2 separate regions of the Zea mays genome follow, and region 1 is linked to region 2. A link is a contact called in public Hi-C data. All regions are on one chromosome and are shown on one strand. Each heading gives the region's core, a stretch centred on a gene start, on an enhancer-like site or on the middle of the called end of the contact. The rest is flanking DNA. Distances are from core to core; before and after follow the strand shown. Region 1 holds the start of LOC100383395. Region 2 holds the start of LOC103626964 (F-box/kelch-repeat protein At3g61590-like).

Region 1 (6,745 bases), core at 3,280-5,779, 520 kb after region 2:
GGCTGCGGTGGCCGTGGCTCCCCGACCTCGACATGCGGTGGCGGCGGTTCCCAGGCCGGCGGTGGCGGCCCTCGATCCAGAGGGCGAGCGGCGGCAGCGCCCTTGTGCGGCGACGACGGATCCCAGGCCGGTGGCCGCAACTCCATTACCTCGACGCGCGGTGGCGGAGGTTCCTCGATCCGCAGCGAGGCCCTTGTGCGGGCAAGCGGCGGCGTCCCCGAAGCCCCGAGGATGCGGCACTTCCAAGGCCGACGAGCAAGCGACGCCCGTCGACGTGCGAGTAGCGACGGCGACGCATGAGGCGCGATGTTCGAGCGAGCGACGTCACGGAAGGGGCGAGATGCGCGCAGCGATGATCGCACGTGACATCCTCCGATCCGGCGCATTTTTCTTTTCGTTTATTGTGTTTTATGCCTACCACATGTATTATTTACGCTAAAAACTGTATAATTTTATGCTTTAACACAGGGTTCGTATATCAGTTTACTGCATGCACATTGGAAAGACAATTCCTTGATTTATGCTGTTCTTAATTTGCGCGCATGCAATGGAAACTCCCACGATTTTGCCATAATTTTTGGATCTGTATAAAAATAGAAACCGCATGCATGCAGCTGCCATGTTTTTCAGATCTGTCATAAAAATAGGATCGTAATAACAACCTACTAAAGCTATCAACCTGTAATTGACTCGGTATTTACGCTTATAATTGAGGGATTTTATGCTCAAAACTTAAGGTTTTTACGCTCCACCCGGAGATGCGTCCACCAGTGAACAACATGCCAGATTTTTTACGCAGTGTAAGGAATTGCATAAATACCTACACCGTGTAGTATAATTTGTTTCAGTATACATCATAAACTAGTTCTAATGCGTTTAGTTGCATAGTTGTTGGAGGGATCCTATATTTATGAAGCAAATAAAATATTAAATGTGATTTTTTTGTTTCTATGCATGCAATTCATTTCCTTTCATTGCATATTCTTTCCATCATAAATTTGTGTGCATGCAGCCTGTAGCAGATTTTTACGCAGTATACCGAATTGCATAATTATCTACACAGTGTAGCATATTTAGTATCAGTATATAGCATAAAATTGTCATTACGAGTTTTAGTTGCATGTCTGTTGCAGCGATCCTAAATTTATGGAGGAAATAAAGCATTTAAAATAGAAACCGCCACACCTATCTTTTCTAAATTTACGCGCATGCAAGGGAACGTGTTTGACTCATGCATGCATTTTGCCATAATTTTAGGATCTGTATAACCGCATGCATGCGACTGCCATATTTTTCGGATCTGCCATAAAAATAGGATCGTAATAACAACCTACTAGAGCTATCAACCTCTCACATTGGCTCGGTATATACGCTTATAATTGAGGGATTTTATGCTCAAAACTTAAGGTTATTACGCTCCAACCCGGAGGTGCGTCCACCAGTGAACAACATGCCAGATTTTTTACGTAGTGTAACGAATTGCATAAATACCTACACCATGTAGTATAATTTGTATCAGTATATGTCATAAACTAGATTTAATGTGTTTTAGCTGCATGGCTGTTGGAGGGACCTTATATTTATGAAGGAAATAAAACATTAAATACGATTTTTTGTTTCTATGCGTGTAATTCATTTCCTTTCATTGCACATTTTTTTATCATAAATTCGTGTGCATGCAGCTGGTAACAGATTTTTACACAGTATATCGAATTGCATAATTATTAACACAGTGTAGTATATTTAGTCTCAGTATATATCATAAAATGGTCCTTACGCGTCTAGCTGCATGGCTGTTGCAGCGATCCTAAATTTATAGAGGAAATAAAGGATTTTAAAAACAGAAACTGCCGCACATATCTTTCCTAAATTTATGTGTATGCATTGGATCGTGTTTGACTCATGCATGCATTCCTTTTTTTGCGCTAACAGACGTGGGGCAGGTGGCGCACCCGACAGCCTGTTTGGGCGCGCTGGTTTGAACCAGTTTGCAGGGGTGGTCGGCCTGGGCTTTCTTTAACTATTGGAAGCCTAGGGCTCCCGTTATACCTGCCCTATATATATATATTTGAATGTATTTATAATAAATACATTTGAAAATATAGGTTCTTAATTCTTTATAAACCCAGCTAAATCTAAAAATGATGTTTGGCCAACAACCTTGCCATTGGTTGGTCTGACCGTGTCGATCTTAATGTCAAAAGGTTTGGCATGAGGTCCAACCATGTTGGACCATGGTCCGGTCGGTATCGATTGGTCTATTGGACAGTTAGGTTGTTACCGAGCAACTGATTACTTTTGGTGCCTTTTGGTTGATAGTTCGGTCGGTACATGTTGTTATCGAGCGACCGATTATTTGTGGTGTCTTTTAGTTGGATAGTATGGTCGGTACCGGTCGCCTTTAGAGACATGATGTATTTTGATTGGTTCAGCTAGTTGTTTTAACTATTTGAAGTCTAAAAAATAAAAAAGATTAAAACCCTAGGATTCAGACGATAATTGGAGGTGCGTGTTTAGTCCATTCACACTCCTTATTCTTTATTCTGCTCGTCTTCCTTTATATCGTAGACTTTAATTTCAGTATGAATTCTATGTAGAGTACGAACTTTCAAACCTTTATGGACATCATCAAGGAAAAATGTGCACAACTTCTCGACACCCCTACTTGTACTGGGGAGGTCCTCTTCGATGACCTTTTTTCCTGTATATTTGTCAGGATGATGTTTCTGCCTGCCCCATTCTCTCACTCAACCTCTAGTTCCATACCCATATCCTCCTCCTATGTATCCCTACCGATTTCCATGATTTGTTTGATGGGAGCAAAAAAACCCTGTCTGAACTTGGACGACAATTATAGCTCTACATCATAGTAAAGAGTGGACTCACCATAGCATATTGATCGTTATAGGGCAAGAGCTCAATGAAATGGGATTGATCTAGCAACAAGTAGCAGCGAGTCCCCACCTACATAGAAAGAAATGTTAAATAAGATCTACAAGACTAGTAAGAGGATTTCTCAAACTAAATTATTTAAGCAATTTAATAATTGATGGATTGTTCCATATCGACATAGACTAAGACAAAAAGGTATGTAGAAATTAGCCTTAAAAAACTAACAAAGCAACTTAAACTAGAGGGGAAAAGGCATAAAAAAGGTGGAGGAGGAAAATGAGAAAAAAAACTTAGTTTATTAGTTATACTAGTCGGATGACTGTGTATTGTTACGGTTTTTATATAACATTAGTAAACTTTATTTTAATAAAACATAAAAATATGTGTATTTTATTGGTTAGATTAGTGTGAATATGGTGTCACAATCAAGTTTTGAACCCCATTTAAGCATAATTTTACCTTATTTTTAGATAAAGCGGGAAGAGGAAGAACGACACACTACGACGATAGTAAACGTGGAACTATATAAACTGATGATTTATATAGTATAGAAAAGATTAATAAAATACGTGTTTTTAATTTTGATGGTTATGTTATATAATTTCTAATTGTTTTTCTTACGTAATTGCATTTGTTTAAATATATAATTAGATGTATTTTTTTTTATTTTAATAAAACAATATAACACCGAGAGCAAGCGCATAGCAGGTGAGGTCAGGTCAGTTTGCGGAGATCAATTGGGAAGGAGGCTGACACGTCGGCCGGGCCGCACTCCCCCACGTTGCAAAACAAAGAGACGGCACCACTCCAGGATGGCGACACGGACGCCGCCGCGACCATCCTTTGCTCACCTGGGCCCCACGCACAACACAATCCGAGGCAGGGCGGCAGCGCGGGTGCGAGTCGCGTCACCCGTGACGGCCCGATTCCGTCCATGTACTAGTGCGCGAGCCATCCGAGTGAGCAATGAGCATACGCGACTGACGTGCGGGGCAAGGTGGTTCGTGGGCCCACGCGTCGGTTGATGGGCGCGACGTGGTAGCGGTGGCGTGAGGTGCGCCGCCGACCGCATAGAGGCATGCGCACTTGCACAGGCGGCCATGGATTCTTCCAAGCGGCTTCGTTTGGTCGAGTCGCCTTTTTCGCTGTAAGATCCTTGCTGGATGTCGGATTTACGGACAAGGACAACAACAGATTCTCTTCTCTTTGGCCTCACGTAGACGTATTGCAGACAGATGCTCCGACAAATACAAGCTTACAATTCTTTACCATCAAACCAAAGTAAAAAAAATATACCATAGAACAACTCAAAATTGTCGTGTTAATCAGCTACTTTCTCTTACAAACCGGCAAAGTTTAGAGAGAGCCAACATATATGATAGTAGAACAAAATATCACTGGCTGTTCACATGTGCCAGATTATCTATTTTTAGTTTCCTTTTTTTATTATTTCAGTGGTTTCCATGAATAGTTTCTGCCCTTTTTATGTTCCGTAAAAGCTTATTCAAAATAAACCGTTGCTGGACTCCGAACAAACTTGGCATCCGCTCTGCCCAAGGAAACGAAAGGGAGGGAGAGCGACTTTTTTTCCATTAAAAAAGCCCCCCGAAGGAATGCTGTAATTGCCCCTCTCTGCTCTGGTTGCCAAGGCAAAGGGCCACACCCTCACCTCAGCATCTCTCTGCTCCACTTCTCCTCGTCCCCGTCCGACATCGCATCGCATCGCATCACCGCCTCTCGCTTTCTGCCCATCAGCCCTCCCTCTCTCTCCTGCGTCTCCGAGGCGCGGACGACGGCGACGACGCGAACGCCCCCGCCGCCTAGGTATCTCCTTCGCCCTCCTCCCCATCCGTCGTGGCGCGCGCCCGCCTCCCTCTCGGTCGGCGTCGTCGTATTTTACCGGCGCCGGCGGTTTCGTTTTCGTCCTCGTATGCGCCAGCGAAGTTTGCGCGAAAATCTCTCTCCTTGTAGTCCCCGCGGGTTCTTCCACGCTCGTTTTCACGAATTTACGATTATTAATTTCAGTTCTTGTCGCGGTGTGGGGGGTGTCCGCTATTTAATCCTTCGCTGGCAGCAAGTTGATCCTTCCCAGCTCCGGCTCAGTGTTCCGGAGAGGTGCAAGGTGGAAGGTTGGTATGGCCTTCTAGTTTATTGTCTTCGTACTGAGCCCACCCTTCGTTTGCCCATGGAGAACTTGAGAGATCGTTCAGTTCTTAGCTCAACCCGTGCCCTTGCGGTTGATGAGGTGCGCACGCGAAACTGGATATACTTGTTAGTGGAGCGGCGTCGCGTCTCTATTTTTTTAAATCTGGAGAATCGTTCTGAGTCAGATCTTTGATGGTGTCTGAGGCTCTGGGTCTAGGTGAGAGGAGTGGAGCCTGAATTGTGCTGCAGCTTCTGTCTCATTTTGGGGTTCATGTCTGCATTGAGGAGATTTTCAACCCGTTGTCTTAGTGAAATCACTCATAATTCCTCTTACCTTGTGACAGAGTCTGCCTCTGAACACTGTGAATTCCCATCCATTGTTTATTTGTGGAGAAGGTGTAGAAGCGCTTCACAAAGTTGCGCTTCATGAAAACAACGATCTTAAACTTATTGACTAGAGAGTTACGTTTATGAACAATATAGTATCTTCAGAAGAAGAATGTATGGTTGGTTTCATCTTGGCTCCCTAATTGGATCACATGTAGTTTAGGTATACAGTAATGTTCCTACGTCTCCTACAATCGAAAGACAGTGGCAGGATCACCTCTACACGCGCATGGTTCGTTCTCTCTGGTCCATCCCTTCTGTTCGTTTGACCCCAAAACTAAGGGAACTGTATGGAGGATTAAATCCCCTGCAAGGCAAAACCCCTCTCAAACCTCTCCAATTCCCTTGATTTTGTAATCAAATGAACACGGCAGGCTGCTTTCCCTTTGCAAGTTCAATGGAGTAAAAAGCTCTGCTCATTTGACTGTTCCTTTCCAGTGAATCTTCTGACCTCCTCTCTCGTAGTTTAAATTATGTTCAATATCTTTCTTTGTAGTTGCTTTTGCTCACGAAAGGCATACGAGAGTACCATTACGCATCATTTGAAATTTTCTTAATGGTTTTATCTGGTGAATTGAAACCAAGTTCCATTTTGCTTGTTGGGATTGAGATGAACCTAGAATATTCTTGCCCTATATTTAATTATATTCTGACTCTAAAAAAATAACACTGACCTATAGACCCACTTCAGATATACTCTAGTCCTTACTTTTTGCAGAGATCCATACAGGTTAATATTATTGTTCCTGATACAAAGTTGCAACCTGTGGCATGCATGATGATATTTTGGCTTCTGCGTTCATTTTTGCAGGCACATTTGCTGGGAATTAGGGCAATCAACGTTTAAGTACATGTGGTCTACTGCTGTTTGATTATTACTGGTAAGACTCGTAAGCTTCAAATTCTGCCACTTTTTATGGCAGGAACTTAGTCCCTACTTAGTATATATGTCGTGCAATGGTTTATGATGCCTGTGGTTTTTGTTTTGTTCTTATCTGGTAGCACTTGGCCACTTGAGTTCCTGTATTTTTTTTGGAAGTTCAAATTATCTGATCTTAGGTGGAATGGATGAAAGATCTAACCATAACGTGCCATCGGTAGTTGATCTTGATGGTAGCCCTTTCTGGGCACCCATGCCTCCTCTTGAACTCCGGTGAGGAAGTAGAGATCGATGGCCAATGGTGGATTTCCCAGTGGCCTTCCTGTCACTTGCATCACCACTTAGATCATATTCTAGGAGGTTTGTTAGGCTAGCGAATCCCCTAGGAACATTGGTTCCATTGGATGTGGACCATCCCTCTTATTGGCACTGTATGATGGG
Region 2 (6,156 bases), core at 889-3,388:
TAGTAGAGGACTCCGTCGCAGATGACGCACTCGTCGCCGCCTCTCCACCCAAGCAACACCCCCGTGAAGGGAGTCGCCCAGGTGCCAGACACCGAGTCGTACAAGTGGATGCTGAACTCCCACTGGTAATACTCGGATGGAACCTGGCTGCTCCTTGCAACGGCCACGGTGTAGCGATGAGTGCTTCTGTCCACGGAGAAGGCGAGGCCACTGTAATCAGCTGTCCTGCCCCCAACAGCAGGAGCATCAGGAAGCCTCTTCCAGTCCTTAGTGATGGGGTTGCACACCAGGACGCTGCGCCTGTTCTCGCTGTCCATCAGGCACACCAGCCCAGCCGACGAGGACGTGGCCCAGTTGCTCCTCTCGATGCAAGGGAAATCGAACCCATACCACTTGCGGAGGCTCGGGTCGTAGGCGAACCCTGAAACCGCATCCTGGCTGCAGGTGAACATGAAGTACCATGGCTTCTCGGGCACCGTCTTGCTCCACGCGTGCCTCTGCGCATGCACAATCTCATGCCACCTTCTGCAAACGGACCCGGACCTTATGACGCTCGCAACGGGCAACAAGGAAAGAACCTTCTCCAGGAGATCGTCTGGGAGAACGGCGTCCAGCGACACTGCCACGTCGGCCCCGTTCTGGTCGTCCTCGCCGTCTTCGTCTTCAGAGACCGGCCTGTACTCTATCACCTGTGAGCCGCTGTAGGAACAAGGATAGAGCTCCCACTCTTCTGTCCCCATCGCCAACATCCAGTGAATAGCTAGCTAATACAAGACCCTGCAAGAGACAATTGTTGCGATAAAAATAAGGGAAATGAACCAAATATGAAAACGTCTGATGCAGATAAAACTAAGCAAGCATTTTCAGCCCAGCCAAATTTTTCTGAGTACAGAGTAGATGTAAATAGAAAAGCAATGTTCAGGTCAGACTCTCTATACTCTGTACCACCATGTATAATGCAAATTCGATGAAAACAACCTGGTGGCTGTCTACATCTCAAGGGCACATCTGCCGGTAACCAAACACCAAAAGTATGCCATTTCTTTAACAGACTAAACTCGCCTAGATGAAAAGGGCAATAATCCAACCTGACCAATCTAACCTTCTTTCAACGACATGAAATGCAGTAAGATCAACAAATGGCAGAGGTCTGACCAGTTTCTCTCTCTTTATTACTTGTTACATAAATAAATAAATAAATCTTTTCTCGATCCGTATATTTGTCTTGTGCCACGAGGACGATTAAACGGGGAAAAATGACAGAAACAGCTACTTCTAATTGCCGGGGGGACAAATTGCCGGACAATAACGTCCCCATCACAAATAGAACCTCTCTATTATTATTTTTTTTCCAGAGAGGGCCACAGCTGATTTTTGGCCACCACATTCAATTTGCCGCGGAAAGGGCCACATCACGATCATTAAAGGCAGGCGCAGACAAATAAAGCAAGCAGCGCAGGCAAGAGCAGCACTATCTACCCACCGAATTTTACCAGAAACCACACCACGAAACGCACGCCTCATGGCTAGTACCAATCCTTGACGCCGCGCGAAAAAGCAAGCGCTAACCCGCAATTCAATGCATGATGAAGCATAGACCCTAAACCCCCCAAAAAATAAAAAAAAAGAATCCCCCAAACAATCCATGTCTCACTGAAAAAAAAAAAGACAAACATGAATGGGGGAAGACGATGCGATTGGTTACCTGTCCTCGACAACAGAAATCCAAGAGAAGGCCCTCCCTCCCACAATCCACCAAGCCGCCGCCGTGTCCTCCAGAGTCCCGACGCTTTCAGGAACAGACCGAACAGGGATTCATCGCCAAGAGCTAAACAAATGCACCAAAAACCAAATCTTCCGGGCGGAGAGGGAGAGGGTACCGGCAGCGCGTCTGTAGCGCGTTGGGCGGCCGGTGCCGATCGGATGAGGCGCCGAGTTGCACGAATCTGGTGGGGGCGAGGGGCCTTCGTCGTGCCCACCACCTACTCCGGGAAAGAGATGGAACAGTGGAAGGGCTTCCTCCTGCCCCTACATTAGATCAGGCCCCCCTCCTCCCCCATGGGCGTCGCGCGAGACTAGCGGAGCGACACAATGGCGTATATATGGAGGGGAGAGGGAGGCAGAGAAAGGGGAAGGTGCTTGCTTCAAGCAAAGAAAAAAATGTTTTAGACAGTGAGGGAGGGATGGAGGGAGAGGGTCGATCGGTTCAGCTCCAGACGTACTAGTGTAGTGGGAGAGAACGGAAATCCTTTGGATGGTGCTTTTTTGTCTACCGGACATATCCACCTGACATGTGACATAGATAATCTCACTGTCATCCTGTGCTATCTAGCTCTACCCTCTCCTAACGCATTCGTAATATCACGAGGACTTTTTTTAAGTATTATATCTCGTTTTGATGTAGATATTGGTATACAAAATCAGGATTTAGATTCAGTTTTTCTAAATTCTGTTGTTTAGTTGCACATAGAATTGGGTTTTTAAAACCAGAGAGTCAATTCCGTGGTATTGGACTATAACTAGAAACTCTCTCTCCCAATTGAGAGTGTTACCCCTCTGTGCAGGGACATCCAAATAATAGAACTGTAATTTCATCTAATTTCAATACCATGGCTGATTTTATATTCAAACCAATTCAATTTCATGCCCTCCAGTACCGGCATATGAACGAAGCATTAGACATTCGGCTGAGCTTTTTACAGCGCTGCTACTGTAGCTGGAGGCTATTCTTCCGAAGCTAAAGTATTAAGGACTAGTTTGGGAACTATATTTTTCTAAAGGTTCCTATCTTTCTAAAGGAAAATAAACTATTTTTCGTTAGAAAAATGGAAATCCCTTTAGAAAATAGGGTTCTTAAACTAGCCCTAAAAAGTGGGAAAATCTATGGGCATGGCCTAAAACAGACAACCGAACATTGTCTTTATTACAACAGGGGGGTTTGAAAGGGAAATGTGCCCTTGGGTCATTTCTAGTATATTTTGGTGATTAAGTGCTCAATACATATTGAGTGAGTTATTATGTGCCAAATCTTTACTACTCTATAAGATAGCAAAGTAGGCGTCCACCAGCTACCGTGGCTCCGCTCCCGTGATTCGCGTGCCCCCGCCCCGTGATCCATCCTCGCCCGCCCGCATGACTCGCCGCCATCGACGCGAGGAGCTGCTGCATCGCGTCGCCTGCGCCGCACCTCCCGCGCCCGCTCATGGATCCCACCTCCGCACACCGCGCTCCACTGCTCCCTCCCCGTCTTTCTCGCTGCTTCCCTCCATCTGTTCAGGCAAAGGGCATTGCAGTGCCAGCCATCTGCCACCGCCCTAAACCCTTCGCAGCGCCAGCCATGGAGAGGCTTATCAGCCCCCACCGCTCTAGATCATCCTGTAGCATTAGCGGCATCTGGTCAGTGGTTGTGTGGATCCGAGGCCTCTAAGTGCAGATCCAGTCCTACTTGCTCCGGATTTGGTGTTCTCTCGCGGAGGGAAGCCCGCTGAACAAAGCTCCTCCGCCGAAGGGTTAGTATGAGGCTCCGCGTGGGCTTGCCCTGCTGGTCGGTTACGCTTACGCTGAGGTCCTCCGGTAGGTGGCAATGGTTCCAGATTTCCGGTTACAACCTGGTTACATTTCTCAGGTTGCTATGGGATTTGGATTTCAAGCTATCTGCGGACGGGGAAACTTACTCCAGCTCGATCGATGATTGGGAGTTTGGACTTTGTGTTTTTTTTGCTTAGAGCCCAGGATCGCTTCCCTATCCACCTTGTTTTCCGCCTTGATTGTGTGCTCGGATGCTCTCTCGTCTTTGCTCTAGAACATTTCAGCAATTACTTAATCCATTTCAAACCTCATCTTGGACGAGCCTCGTGCCTTGGGTGGGTGTTCAAGACACCTTTGGGCATATTAGAACACAAAAATTGGTTCTAGCCTTAGTCATCTTCGCTGTTCTCAAGTATTCTGTTATTCGCTATATTTCCGTCAAGGCTGTACATTCAGTTGCCGACTACGGTTCCTGTGGCGTCGGCACCGAGACCAACGGGGAAGACACCGCTGAAGGGGAGGAGGCAGAGGGAAGCCCGTGGAACAAAGCCCCCCGCCTCGACGACGCTGCTCGGACTACGCTTCCTGTGGCGTCGGCACCGAGACCGACGGGGAAGACGCCGCTGAAGGGGAGGAGGCGGAGGGAAGCCCGCAGAACAAAGCTCCCCGCCTCGACGACGACGCTGCTCGGACTGCCGCAATGGCCGAGATCCCCCGCCCCCACGCCTCCTCGAATCAGCCTCGATCTGCCGCCATGGATGACGACGACGTGTTGCTCGACGTCTCCCCATCACTGGCCCACTTAGGCATCCATCCTCGAATCTCTACCCCCACCCCCACACCTCCCCGCTGCCGAACCAGCCCCGATCTGCCACCATGGACATCGACGACGTGTCACCCGATGCCTCCACGTCGCTGGCGCACGGCATGGCCCCGCAGCCGGTGGATCCGCCGAGGCGGCGGAGGAGCAACAACACGAAAGCGTCTCCAGGGGCAGGAGGGTGGTGGCAGCGTCCGCGGATGATGGGACCAGCAGCTGCGGAAGCAGCACGTGGGAGAGCGCCGCAGCTGCTGCGGCTGTGGCGGATGTGGCGACCATGGCGTGGCGACCTGTGGCAAATGGCGGCATGAAGAAGAAGCTGATTCGAGGAGTCGTCGCTGGACTGGGAGAAGTACATGAAGGACAATAACAAAATTCTCGGAGGTTCAGATCTCACTGTTCACTGTAATTCTGCAGAGCCACATGCCTTTTATTGTGATAATTTGATGGTCCTTTCACCACTCCTCGTTCTAGAGAACCCCTGAATTTCTTAGATGGTCTTGTTTCATTTCTGTGATATGAACAAAGTATTACATGACACGCTGCCTGTGAAGTTTGTTGCATCCTAGAATTAGAGCATTAGGCTGGAAAGACCGTCACAGTCTGAAATACTAATTGCTGGTCCATTCTTGGCGGATTTTGATATCTGACTAAATTTGGGAGATCTGATCACAAAACAGAATAATGGATTTAGTGGACCAATTTTCATTGCACTGGTAGATTCAAATTGAATTCTGATTTAATACCATGCTATTATATATTGAGTTAACAAGCCCTAGATATGCATATTCACACCTCTATAAACCATTTGCTGTTGCAGAATTTGAGTGCCTTGACAAATCACCATTCAGATACTTTCTTGGGGAACTATATGGTGGCAATTCACTGGGAAGCACAATTGCAGTGGGCAATGAGAAGAAGCGGCAGCGGGTGTACAACACTATGTTTCATGTCCCATGGAGATGTGAACGGGTATGCATCTGCACTTCTAATGGCAATACTTGTGTAAACCTCATGTATGTGATATAGGAGTACTTTTAAAATGTAATATAGTCAAATAAATAAAGTGTCATCTTTGTATAGCAGTTGTGTCATCTTAGTTTGGCATTGCTATGAAAATTTAGAATGTGAATACTTATGTTTTCTATACTAATCATGTATTCATGTCTCATTTTGACTACCCAGGGAAATTCAGAGTCGTGTTCGCCTCAATTCCTGCACCCATCTTTGCAGCTCTATATTGTTCAACAAAAGATTTGGTTAGTGCCTTCATGCTTCCATTTTTCCTTTTAATACTTAATACAAGGATGCTTTTGTATCTGCAACAAAAACTGCAAAGTCCCTGGATGGGTTTGCCTTAAAAACAGGGCAGCAGGAGGAGGGTCCTGAAGAGGCTGATGCTACTGAAAAAGCAATGGAAGCGGTTGACAATGTTGTGAAGTCCCTGGATGAAGAGGTAGAATCAAAGGAGATGCAAAAGCAGCAACCGCATGATTATAGTAGCATGAGCCTCAGGAATCTTAAAGCCACGCACAAGAAATATCTCATTGCTGCAAAGGTATGAAATTAATTGACTCATCTCGTGTGCACTCATTCAGCATTGTCGTTAGTAAATCTTTCTTTACTCTTTATTCATTATGTGAAGGAAGAGGTCACCGAAGGGAAGAGGCTTCCTCTCGAGGTGGATGAGAACGCCTGCATCAGCCACTGAACAGAACAAGCAGACAAATTTTGAGTAAAGAATAGTTGAAACAAAAACTTGAAAATGGTTCTTCGTTTTCGAGTACTGAAAAATCTCTCACGGAAAG

What was found. Hi-C and Micro-C count contacts between places; a contact is called where the count stands out from the background.
Region 1: a contact with region 2 is called in a Hi-C map of endosperm, with 2.9 times the contacts expected there. The contact joins the promoter of LOC100383395 here to the promoter of LOC103626964 in region 2. A contact is called at or near these places in 3 of 25 Hi-C or Micro-C datasets (ear, endosperm and tassel).

The regions. Positions count from the first base shown.
Region 1 is chr5:142,498,894-142,505,638 of Zm-B73-REFERENCE-NAM-5.0, forward strand. It overlaps LOC100383395, which reads left to right and starts at 4,530. Exons shown (of 3, transcript NM_001176050.1): 1 at 4,530-4,716; 2 at 6,236-6,305.
Region 2 is chr5:141,981,786-141,987,941 of Zm-B73-REFERENCE-NAM-5.0, forward strand. It overlaps LOC103626964 (F-box/kelch-repeat protein At3g61590-like), which reads right to left and starts at 2,139. Exons shown (of 3, transcript NM_001301597.1): 1 at 1,881-2,139; 2 at 1,706-1,789; 3 at 1-777. The coding sequence starts at 749.